Linked DNA regions of Rattus norvegicus: region 1 is linked to region 2. A link is a contact called in public Hi-C data. All regions are on one chromosome and are shown on one strand. The core of a region is the stretch at or near the end of the contact, and the rest is flanking DNA. Distances in the headings are between cores, read along the strand shown.

Region 1 (5,103 bases), core at 936-3,435, 260 kb after region 2:
ACCAGACCTGTGCTGTTCTCAGTACATGGCTCTGCCATCTCACCACTCCCTGGTGCAATCTAGAACCTTCATTCTCTCCATCTCCGAAGCAGTGCTTTTAACCTGCCGCCCAGGCGGAACCTCCCAACGGTCCCCTGGTGCATCCGTACCGTCACATGCTACCTCGCCACATCGCCTCGGCCAGGCTGTCCTGACACCCACCAGTTTCTCCTCCTTTCTCCCACCGCTGCTTCCTCAGTTCAGAGCATTACGGTGTCTCTCCTGGCTTGCCTGGAGGGTGTCCAAGTTGCTCTCTCTTTGGCCTCTTCAATGTGGCACGGCATTCCTTCTTAAAGTTACCCAGGATCTGCTCATCTCCTCCTCAGCAGGCCTGAGGAAGTTTCCTCTAAAGTTAGATCCAAGTCCCATCAAGCTCCTCCCACCTCCCCCACTGTGCCAAGCCAGTTGTCCCAGGAGGTTCTGGCCCTCAGTGGTGGCGTCCCTCCATCTACTGCTTAGACCCCTTTCCAGAGTGTCCAGTAGACATCCAAGGGCCCTGAGCTCCCTCATTTTGAACACTGGGTACCTTTGCAAAGAACTACATCACAGCCCTCAACGAGGGGACTGGTCACAGTGCTGGTAGTCACAGACTGATCAGGATTGAGCATAGTATATGATATGCATCCGTTTGGAAGTTGAATCCAGTTTAACCAGGGACTAAGTAATCAGAATACCATCCCAATGCAAGATCCCAAGCCACAGGATAGGAAGGCGTGGCCTTGGTACAGAGGCCTCTCTGCTGCGTCCCATGGTTATGGCTCCTACCCTCACTTCTCAGACACCAAATGCTAATACTGGATAGTTCTGTGAGCATTCCCTGCGGCAGGAAGCTTAAATTACCAGCCACCATGTCATTCAAAGAAGAATGCTTTAGATTTCACGCAGTTAAAGGGAGGGACCCACTGCTTTTTAGGGGATTCGCCAGACCATTCTGAAAAAAGGCAGAGTCCCTTCTAGGCCACTGCATGTCTCTAATTTGTCTTGAAATAATGGTTACAAGAGGGCTTTCTGGGACGAAGTAGACCCAGCCCCTACCTTCACTTTGTTCATTCCTCAGGCAAACTCAAAAGATGAGCCCACTTCTGCCAATAATTGTCGCCCACAACATGATTTGTGATGTCTTACCTCCAACATTCTCAAATACCATCACCCCAACACAAAACACCACAGAACCCCACTTCTCTCCAATGAATGAGATTACGTACTTTTCTTTTTACAACCAGAAGAATAGCATTTTTCCCTCCAGGAAAACGAAGGAGGGGAACTTAAGCAGCTCTTGTTTCCTTAAGGAAAAAAAAAAAAAGGTCAGAATTAAATGACATATATCATTAAATGTTTCTAAGTGAGCAATCACGAGGGTTTAATTTTAAGCTCTTTCATTTAAAAGAGGGATTTAAGTGGAATTTTTGCCTTGTGCTGTACTGACGATGTGTTGTGGGTCTTTTCTCCTTTCATGCCGGCTTTTCAGCCTTTAATGCCTCTTTTGTGCCCCGGGGTAATATTATGGTCTGACTGTGAAAGTCTCCCACAGGCTGGTGTGTTTAGGCACTTGGTCCCCAGAGTGGCGCTGTTCTGGGAAGTTGGAAACCCTTCGAGGGGGAAGCCTCCAGAAGAAGCTGGCCACTAGAGGGCAACCTTAAGATTTAGCCTGGTAACTGACTGAAACACCCTGCTTCCATGTCCACCTAGATGTAAGGATCCCAGGCGCCCATTCCTGACACCACAAACACCATAAACGTTGTCACACATTCCCTGCCATGGTGAACTGTGCCCTCAAACCCTGAGCCAAAATGAGTCCTTGTTTTTTTTTTTTTGTTTTTTTTTTTTTGGTTCTTTTTTTCGGAGCTGGGGACCGAACCCAGGGCCTTGTGCTTCCTAGGTAAGCGCTCTACCACTGAGCTAAATCCCCAGCCCCAAGTCCTTGTTCTTTAAGTAGTTTCTGTCGTGTATTTGGTGGCAACTATGTAAAACTAACGCGAGTAAAGTGAGAAACCTTTAAAACTCGGGTAACTAGTTAATAGCTACACCTAGCCTTTTCTTCTCATTAGAGTTAAAGATTTATAGCCAGACCTAACAACCTCTGGCTAATGTACAGCTCACAGGAAGCAAGTGTCTGGCAGAGCTGGACCTGCGGAGCCCAGTGGTCCTCTGCCACCTAGTGTCCATATAGGATACTGCAGCCTCTTCCATTTACACTTCCAAGGATGGAATCCTCTCTTCAGTCTTTCATGGCTACCACCTCATCATTCAGAGAACCCGGGAATGTTGTGGAGAACTAGTGCCACCATGGTACTGGGAGAAAGAAAGGGCTCTTGGACTTGACTGGACTGGTCATGTTTGTCACGCTCTCCACCTGAGACTTTGGAGCAAGGGCATGGCTGTTAAGCGTTAGCTTCTACATCTGTTGAACAAGGATTTTAAGAATAATCGTCTATAAACTGTGACCATTGTGCTTGCAGAGAGCCAAACAGGGAGAGCACTCCATCGGTGATGTGCTTGCACTGTAAGCACATTTTAAATGCCAAATATAGTGGCACACACATGTAATCCCAACACTGTGAGGTAGAGACCAGGGAGTCATTGGCGTCCACTGGCCAGACAGCCTATCTTAATTGGTGAGTTCCAGGCCAATATGTAACTTTATCTCACAAAAAAACAGTGAATGAAGCCTGAAGAATAACCCAGGTTATCCTTTGGCTTCTGCACACATATGCACACACTTGAACATGCACACACGTGAACATGCACACATATACACATACCCAAAAGGAAGGCTGATTGTAGAAGTTAGCCTTGGTACTGCCTTTCAGCCCCCCATGCTCCCAGAAATAAGATTCAGACTCAAAATATATTTACAAATACCTTGGCCATATAGCTAGGCTCTTCTCTGACTAGATCGTAACTAAATAACCCATTATTTTGAGCTACATACAGCCACACGGCTGGGTACCTGTGTTCAGCGTCCATTCATCTTTTCACATCTTCCTTCCTGGCTGCTGAGAGAGAGAGAGAGAGAGAGAGAGAGAGAGAGAGAGAGAGAGATCCACACTGAGCCCAGCGTGAGTCTTTTTGTGGATCGGGTGTGGCTCTCAGCTCCCTCTCCAGCACATACTTGCCTGCTGCCGTGCTCTCTGACATGAGGAGAATGGACTGAACCTCTGGAACTTTGTCAGAGTTGCCTGGGTTGTGGTGTCTCTTCAAAGCAATAGAACAGTGACTAAGACAACCAGTAAAAGGGAAAACCAGGGATAGGGGTGTGGCTAGTGGTGAGGTGTCTTGCTAGTACAGACAGAGCTCAAGCCCCAATATTAAAATGGTGGAGAAATTGGTGCCATCCATATTCCTGCTTCATATTCAGTACTGAAAAATTTAATCCCCTTTTCCTTTTTTAAAAATATTTATTTATTTAAAGAGAGAATGTGTGTGTGCCTGTGTGTGCATACATGTGTGTGTGTGTGTGTGTGTGTGTGTGTGTGTGTGTGTGTGTGTGTGTGTGTGTGTGTGTAGAGGACAGAGAGCACAACTTGAGGGGCTCAATTCTCTCCTTTCAGGGATGGAACTCAGGTAGGCAGACTTGGCCTCACTGAGCTATCTTACTGGCCCCTAAAATTTTTTCCTTTCAGTGAAGCATGTGAAATTCATAATGAAATAAATAAGTAAAATAAAATGTGAAATTCATAATAAAAACAGCTAAGCGAGCCCATTGTACACTATGGTGTTTCACAGTGTGTAAGGGAAACAAAAATGACATCTTGCTAGCTGTGTCTGTTTAAAATGGTTAGAAGAGTTTATTTAGCCAGTGAGCCATGGAACTATAGGCACATGCATACACATCCACACGCACACAAGCGCACACACAGAGTCCCTCAGGTAAATGTCTCTCCAGATAGGTTTTGAGATGTGTATCATTTACTTGATGAAGCATAGAAGCCTACGGAGAGGAGTTATGGTCTGCAGCACAAATAGGTATTTGGACAGCTTTAAAAATGCAGACTCTTTACATCCAAATGCCAGGGAAATCCCCAAGGAGAGCGGCTATTATGAGCAAAGAGCAACCATTTTTCAAACCCAGGGGGCAGGAGACTTGGTCCAGTGGTCCTTAAAGCTTGCCCTCTCCAAGAGCTGTTTGAAAAACTACTGGTTTACTTATTTGATACTTAGCACTTCTGGCCCTAGTTAAAGAAAGTCTAGGATACCTGGGATTGGAACACCTGGACCCCTTGGTGGGGTCCCTCTCACTAAGAGGGGAGGGGGCACCCCTCCCCCCCAGCTCAGGCTAGCCCGGTCTTTTCAACCTCCTTCTTCGAACATTGCAATCTCTTAGGGAGCAGTTCCGGGCCCCGCCCCCACCCTCCATCTGTGGGGTTGGCTCATTGCTGATATTTACAAGCTCACCCTGTGATCCTCATGTGTGGTCTGGATGGAAGTTCATTATAAATTTTCCCTGAATGAACAGAGAAATCAAGTTCACACAGTTAAAGCCTTGGGGATCCTGGTGTTCCAATCCCAGATATCATGAACTCTCTTTAAAGACTTAAACATTGATTGATTGATTGGTTGGTTGATTGATTGATTCCTTCTGTGGGTGGGGGTACCTGCCTGCCTTCCTTCCTTTCTCCTTCCCTCCCTCTCTCCCTCCCTTCCCTTCTTCCTTCCTTCCTTCCTTCCATGGGCAAAGATATTGAGACAGGACTTTACCATGTAGTCCTGGATGGCCTAGAATTTACAATATATACCAGGCTGACCTTAAAGATAAAAATTTGTCTGCCTTTGCCTCTTGAATGAGAACAAAGGCATCCTTCCTGACACCTGGGCGCCCCCTCCTCCCTCCTCTCTCTCTCTCTCTCTCTCTCTCTCTCTCTCTCTCCCCCTCCCTCCGTCCCTCCCTCCCTCCCTCGCTATAGTAGGAATTTACTTCACATTTTTCCCATTAAATACATTATAAATACGATCTATTTCCTTTTCCCCTGAACATTTTATGACACTTTCTTTTTATAAAAGTCCAAACTATTATTTCAAGACCATCAAGTCAGATTCAACCAGAGAACAGCCTATTTATTTCCC
Region 2 (5,521 bases), core at 1,449-3,948:
AAACAGAAGCCATTTACTCTCACAACCATAGGCCACAGATGGCCTGTGAATTCTCTGGCTCAAACCAGGGTTTACATAAAGAGATTCCTCCACTGGGGCCACCAGATAAGCAGGTAAGCTTGGACAGGGAGAGGTAGCCCCTGCTTTAGAGGAGCCGCTCACAGCAGTAGGCTTCGCTGCTGTCACGTTACCCTGTGGCATGAAGGGAAAGCTGTAGGGTTAGCATTGGATTGCGAAGACGCTCTCATACCAGTCTGTATTCTCCTGAAGCTCTGGTCCTCCTCAGGAATCAATTTCCTGAGAAACTCAAGACCTCCCTAGGCTTTCTGTTTTAGCAAAACAGGCTACAAAATTAAATGATCAAAGTAAGGAGCCCTCCCCACATTCTCTCTCTCTCCCAAGTAATTTAACTTTCATTCCAATTCCATATCGTGTTTCTCTTTCTCCATCAGGGCCCACTGGAGGTGGCCCAAGTGTTCTTGGCTGAAATTCCGGCTGACCCAAAACTCTACCGGCATCACAACAAGCTGAGGTTATGCTTCAAGGAGTTCATAATGCGGTAAGAAGGGAGGTGGGGGACACCGAAGCCTGGGCGCACACACACACACACACACACACACACACACACACACACACACGCTGAACCTTAAGGTCCAGGGCCGTAGAGCAACAGTGCTTGTACTATCCCTAAGAAACTAACACTTTTTGTGCAGGCTGCTTCATGGCTGCCGTGGCACTGTCCTCACAGTCATGTTGTAAGACAGATATCATCATCTTCGCTTTACACACGAGGCATGGGAGGTTTGGAGATGGGGGGCGGGGGTGAGTTCACTGATGGCCACACAGCCAGTTGGCAGCAGGGCTGAGCTGCAGCAGTCTTCTAGCTCTTGGCCATCCCTGCTTCTGTCTGGTCTGGTAGTCACTGAAACACTAAGTCAAAGCTGTCTGCATTTGTAGTGTGCAGTTCTGCAAATCGTACAGTGACTTACTATAGGAGCCTAAAACTAGGAAAGGGTCTAAAAGTGGCCTTTTGCAAAGAAGACGATGCATTCCCACACAAGCCAGCGTCACCTGTCCTACTGACTTGTGCACAGCTGCCATTAAGGGTAGCTGTTTCAGCCTAGTCAGAAAATGGCTCCCTGGGCAGGGCCTTGTGAGTTTTGCAACACAGACAGTTACCTCAAGTCTCCAGTGGTCCTGAAAGGAAAAAAAAAAAATGATGAGATAGGGTATGATGCCACTTCACTCATAAGAGAGAAAATCGTCAGAAGCATCTGTACCAATTGCCTTTACACGCAGAACCTTGGTGCAATGTCCAAGTACAGGAATAGTCTGGCATGGTGGACAGAGAGAAAGGAAGCGCCAGTTAGTTTGCCCAATTGAGTGACGACCCACTAGAGGGCTGCTGGCTGGTGAAGTTTGAGACTGTGCCTCATCATAAACTGGAGAAATGCCCAACTCCGCTGTGTGAGGGGAAACATTTCTTCCTTCAGTGAAGCACGGATATCTGGAACTGACTTATACAATAGATGACATCTAGGAATGCTGGTATATTTGGTTTCCTTTTTTGATGGCATGTTTCCTTTTCATAGCATGAAGGGCCCTAGCCAGTCCCTACTGGGCGTACTCTAGGCCTCTGGAAACTACAGTCAGAGCGCAAGGGCAGGTGACATTTCTCTTCCTAAGATGATCCTTTAATTCGAAGTCTTTAAAAGTGCTATTCTCAGCGAGTTGAGGCAAGAGACTTGCTGTGAGTTTGGGGTCAGCTCTGATGGACATAGCGTGCCCCAGACCAGCCTAGGAAGCATAACAAAACTCTCTAGTAGCAATGCTCTGGAGAAACCAGATGGCGCCTATCAAATTAAATCAAATCAAATGCAGACTGGTTCAGCAAGCATGGAGTAGGACCCAAGACTCTGGCTTTTGTTTGTTTGTTTGTTTGTTTGTTTGTTTGCTGCCATTTGCTTGACTCCTGTTTATACAACCCCACTCCCACCCCAAGCTCCCCAAACCTTATCTCTTCAGGCTCTCCCTTTTGTCTTCCTCCCTTCAAAAAGACAAGTATGCTCAAACAGCCGTTCTGAAGCAGCTGTCCATGCGGCCTGCCGCCCGATCCAGCATACATACACTCTGTACCACTGGAATGGAGAGGTGACCTCCTAACGCAGAAAGGCCATAGATAGAACAATGCTGCCTGCTACTACCACATCTAAGACACAACCACAGTTAACTTCCCCCTCTTCACTCCAGACAGGTCAGAAATGGTAGCTCATCAAACTGTACGTTTAAAGTGAGTGTAAGGACATGTAAGCTCCCCTCACAGCAGTGGCTGAAGCTTCCCTCTCCTCCTTGCTTGCTGCCTCCAATGGGGAAGCTGCCACTATTTGAGAACATGGACAACAGTGTCAAGTGCTTGCTTCCAGGTGACTCACTGGCAGGGTAGCCCCCTGCTGGGCCTCCTCCTCAGTGGGTTCTGTCACCTCAGCTCCTCAGGAGGCTGGTGGATATACCAGAGCTCAAAGGAGACCCCAGCCAGCCTTCCCGTAAGGATTGCTCTGTGGGCACAGCCCCGGCCAAGTCTGTAGTTGCTTCTCCTGCCCCAGAGAGTGGCTTCTGAGTCAGCCGTAGCCGATCAGACTCAGCCGGAAGGTCTGGCAACCTGGCATGCAGCGGTCAGCACTGCCAGCCTCTTGGTACCCTCCCAATGGCTGCCAAGTGAGGACAAAGTCTTCTCTGCCTTTTCCCAAGAGGAAATGCCTGGAAGGTTCATAAACGCAAGCAGACAAATGTCACGAGTGTCTCCTCCCTCTTCTCCCAGACTTACTGGACCGTCAGAGGCACTGCAATGGTTTCTGGACTTTCTCTCCCTTAATGTGATTGTTCTCATTCCTGCAAAGGTCTGGGGCTTGGGAGATAGCTCAGTGGATAAGAACACTGTTGTGCACGCTTGAGGATTTGAGTTCAAATCCCTGCTACCTACATAAAAACCCAAATGCTGCTGTGCATAAATCTTTAAAAAAAAAAAAACCAAAACAACAACTTATCAAAGAGCAACAAAGAGGAGAGGTGAGGAGAAACCGACAGGTTAAGGTAGACACCACTGGGGAACAATGAAAACCGTAACGATGACTGCACAGAGCTGAAAGCCCTGTGACCCCAGCGGAGGAGTGGGGCAGACACAGGACAATGGCTGGGGTTTGCTGGTCACCAACCTAGTTCCCAGGTCAGTAAGAGACCCTGTCTCAAGAAAAATCCTGATGTCTTCCTCTGGCTTCTCTATGCATGTACCTACATACACATGTGCATACACACCACACATACAATCACAATTAACAAATTATAAACATGAAGTGATTCCAGGGGCTGGAAAGGTAGGTCCACAGTTAAATGTGTGTACTGTTCTCTTTCAAGGAACCTGAGTTTGGTTCCCGGCACCCACATTAAGTAGCTCACAATTGTCTGCCACTCCATGCACTTACTTTCTTAGGGGACACAACCACCCACACACAGAACAATCCCTGCCTAAAATGAGGTTATGAGAGAAATGACAAGCCAAACTTACAGATTCAAAAAATGGGCAAAGTGCTGAGTTAGAGAGAGAGAGAGAGACAGAGACAGAGAGAGAGAGAGAGAGAGAGAGAGAGACAGAGAGAGAGAGACAGAGAGAGAGAGAGAGAGAGAGAGAGAGAGAGAGAGAGAGAGAGAGAGACAGAAAGACAGAGAGAGACAGAGAGAGAAAGAGAGACACCATAAGCCAGGTGTGGCCCTTGCCTTTAATCCTAGCACTTGGGAGGCAGAGGCAGGCAAAGCCAGCTCAGAGAGATCCAACACCTCTGACCTCATCAGGCACTTGCAGTCATGTGTATACATAAGCAAACACACACACACACACACACACACACACGCACGCACGCACACACACACACATAAAAATAAATGATTTTTAAAAGTTAAGTAAAATAAAATAAAAACTGACTTTTAGAAGGATTAAGTGACTTAAATTTTAATTTTTATATTTGAATTAGAGCCAGCCATATTCCGTACACCTTTGCAGGAACATGTGGCCACTGCCCTGGCAGTACGTATGCTGGCTCAGAGTCAGACAGCAAGGTGTGAAGTTGGTGGTTTTTAAGATGGTTTGGGTCAAAAAGGAACTTACTCAGTGTGCATGGAAACAGATCTGGAGGTTTCAGGGGTGTTAAATGGCGTGAGGCTTCTAGGAATCAGGTTAACAATGGATGACCTCTATGACATTGGGTCTCCATTGACACACTAAGGATGGCTAAGTTAAGCATGCTAAAAAGAAATCTGAGCCAGGGTGTGCGTGCGCCTCTGCCTCTCTCTCTCTCTCTCTCTCTCTCTCTCTCTCTCTCTCTCTCTCTCTCTCTCTCTCCTCAATGTTTTTAATCTGTAAGTTTAGGCTTCTCCTTTCTCTCACAAGCTCCTCTTAGGCAGGAATTGCTCCTGCTGTGCCATATACCCCAACAGATTATGGGGGTGGGGGCAGGTGAGGGACTTTCAGGTTCCAGATGCCTCAGGACTTAAATAACCCAGAATGGTTCTTAGTTTAATGCATTGGAGAGGAGGTATGTGTGTGGTACAAGCTTCAGATTTCAATGTTGCAAAACAACTTTCTCATTAAAGGCCTCGTGCTCATAGCAAGTTTGTTTTCCACTTCTCTGGGCAGCATTTTTCTAAGCCCATTTGCCCAAGTAAGTTAACTTTCTTCAAGGCTCTAAGCTGAATGCTGGAGGTTCAGGTAGAACCCCACAGTTCTGACTCGGGCTTCTAAGGCAAGGCCTAAAAGTCTGCTTCTTGAAAGCTCTGTGGGGGAGCTGATAAGCCATCAGGGTTGAAAACACTCTCAGTGGGGCTGCACTAATAGCTCACCGGGTATGTGCACTGGCTGCACAGATATAAGGACCTGAGTTCAGATCCCAGCACTCCTGTAACAAGCACGAGGTCCCACACCTTCTGGTAACCCCAGCAATGAGGATAAGGGGAGACTGAAAGGTTGGTATCTCTAAGGTCTGCTGGACTGCCCCGGCAGAGATCGTAAGCCACAGGCTCAACAGGAGACCTTGCTCAAAGGGATAGGGCAGATGTGACAGAGGGAGCTACCCCATGTCCTCCTCTGACCTGTGAGTGCTAGCACAGGCATATGCATATCATACATGTTGACATGCACCGCACACATACCACACACACACATACTCACATATATTAGAGGTTGTGGTTCCACAACTTGACATCGTGGTGACCAAAAACACTTGCCAGCAGTAAAGATTTATTTGGTTCACAGTTTCTGGGGTTTCAGTCTATGATCAATTGGGTCCATTACTTTGGCCTGCAGGAAGGCAGGACAGTGTGGTTGGGAGCATGTTTTTGAGGAGGCTTGTTATGTCACAGTGGCCAGGATATAAAAGAAAAGGGATGATGAAGCTACAGACAAGATATACCTCCAAGGTCATTTCAAGGACTCACTCCCATCACTGAGGTGCTACCAGTGTTTTTTCCCAGT

The links. A called contact is a pair of places that touch in the nucleus more often than the background predicts.
Region 1: a Hi-C map of kidney shows a contact between it and region 2, with 2.8 times the contacts expected there. The contact joins two enhancer-like sites. A contact is called at or near these places in 2 of 12 Hi-C or Micro-C datasets (kidney and mammary epithelial cells).

Annotation. Positions count from the first base shown.
Region 1 is chr1:232,517,231-232,522,333 of GRCr8, forward strand. No RefSeq gene overlaps it. Among named protein-coding and RNA genes, the nearest start is that of Dmrt1, 49 kb to the right of the region's middle. Within about 2 kb of position 2,186, at least 4 of the 93 cell types and tissues checked have an H3K27ac peak or open chromatin away from gene starts, as enhancers often do. A contact at or near this core is called in kidney, where this site is marked.
Region 2 is chr1:232,261,368-232,266,888 of GRCr8, forward strand. It overlaps Dock8 (dedicator of cytokinesis 8), which reads left to right. Exons shown (of 48, transcript NM_001037793.2): 46 at 453-559. Among named protein-coding and RNA genes, the nearest start is that of Kank1, 120 kb to the right of the region's middle. Within about 2 kb of position 2,699, at least 5 of the 93 cell types and tissues checked have an H3K27ac peak or open chromatin away from gene starts, as enhancers often do. A contact at or near this core is called in kidney, where this site is marked.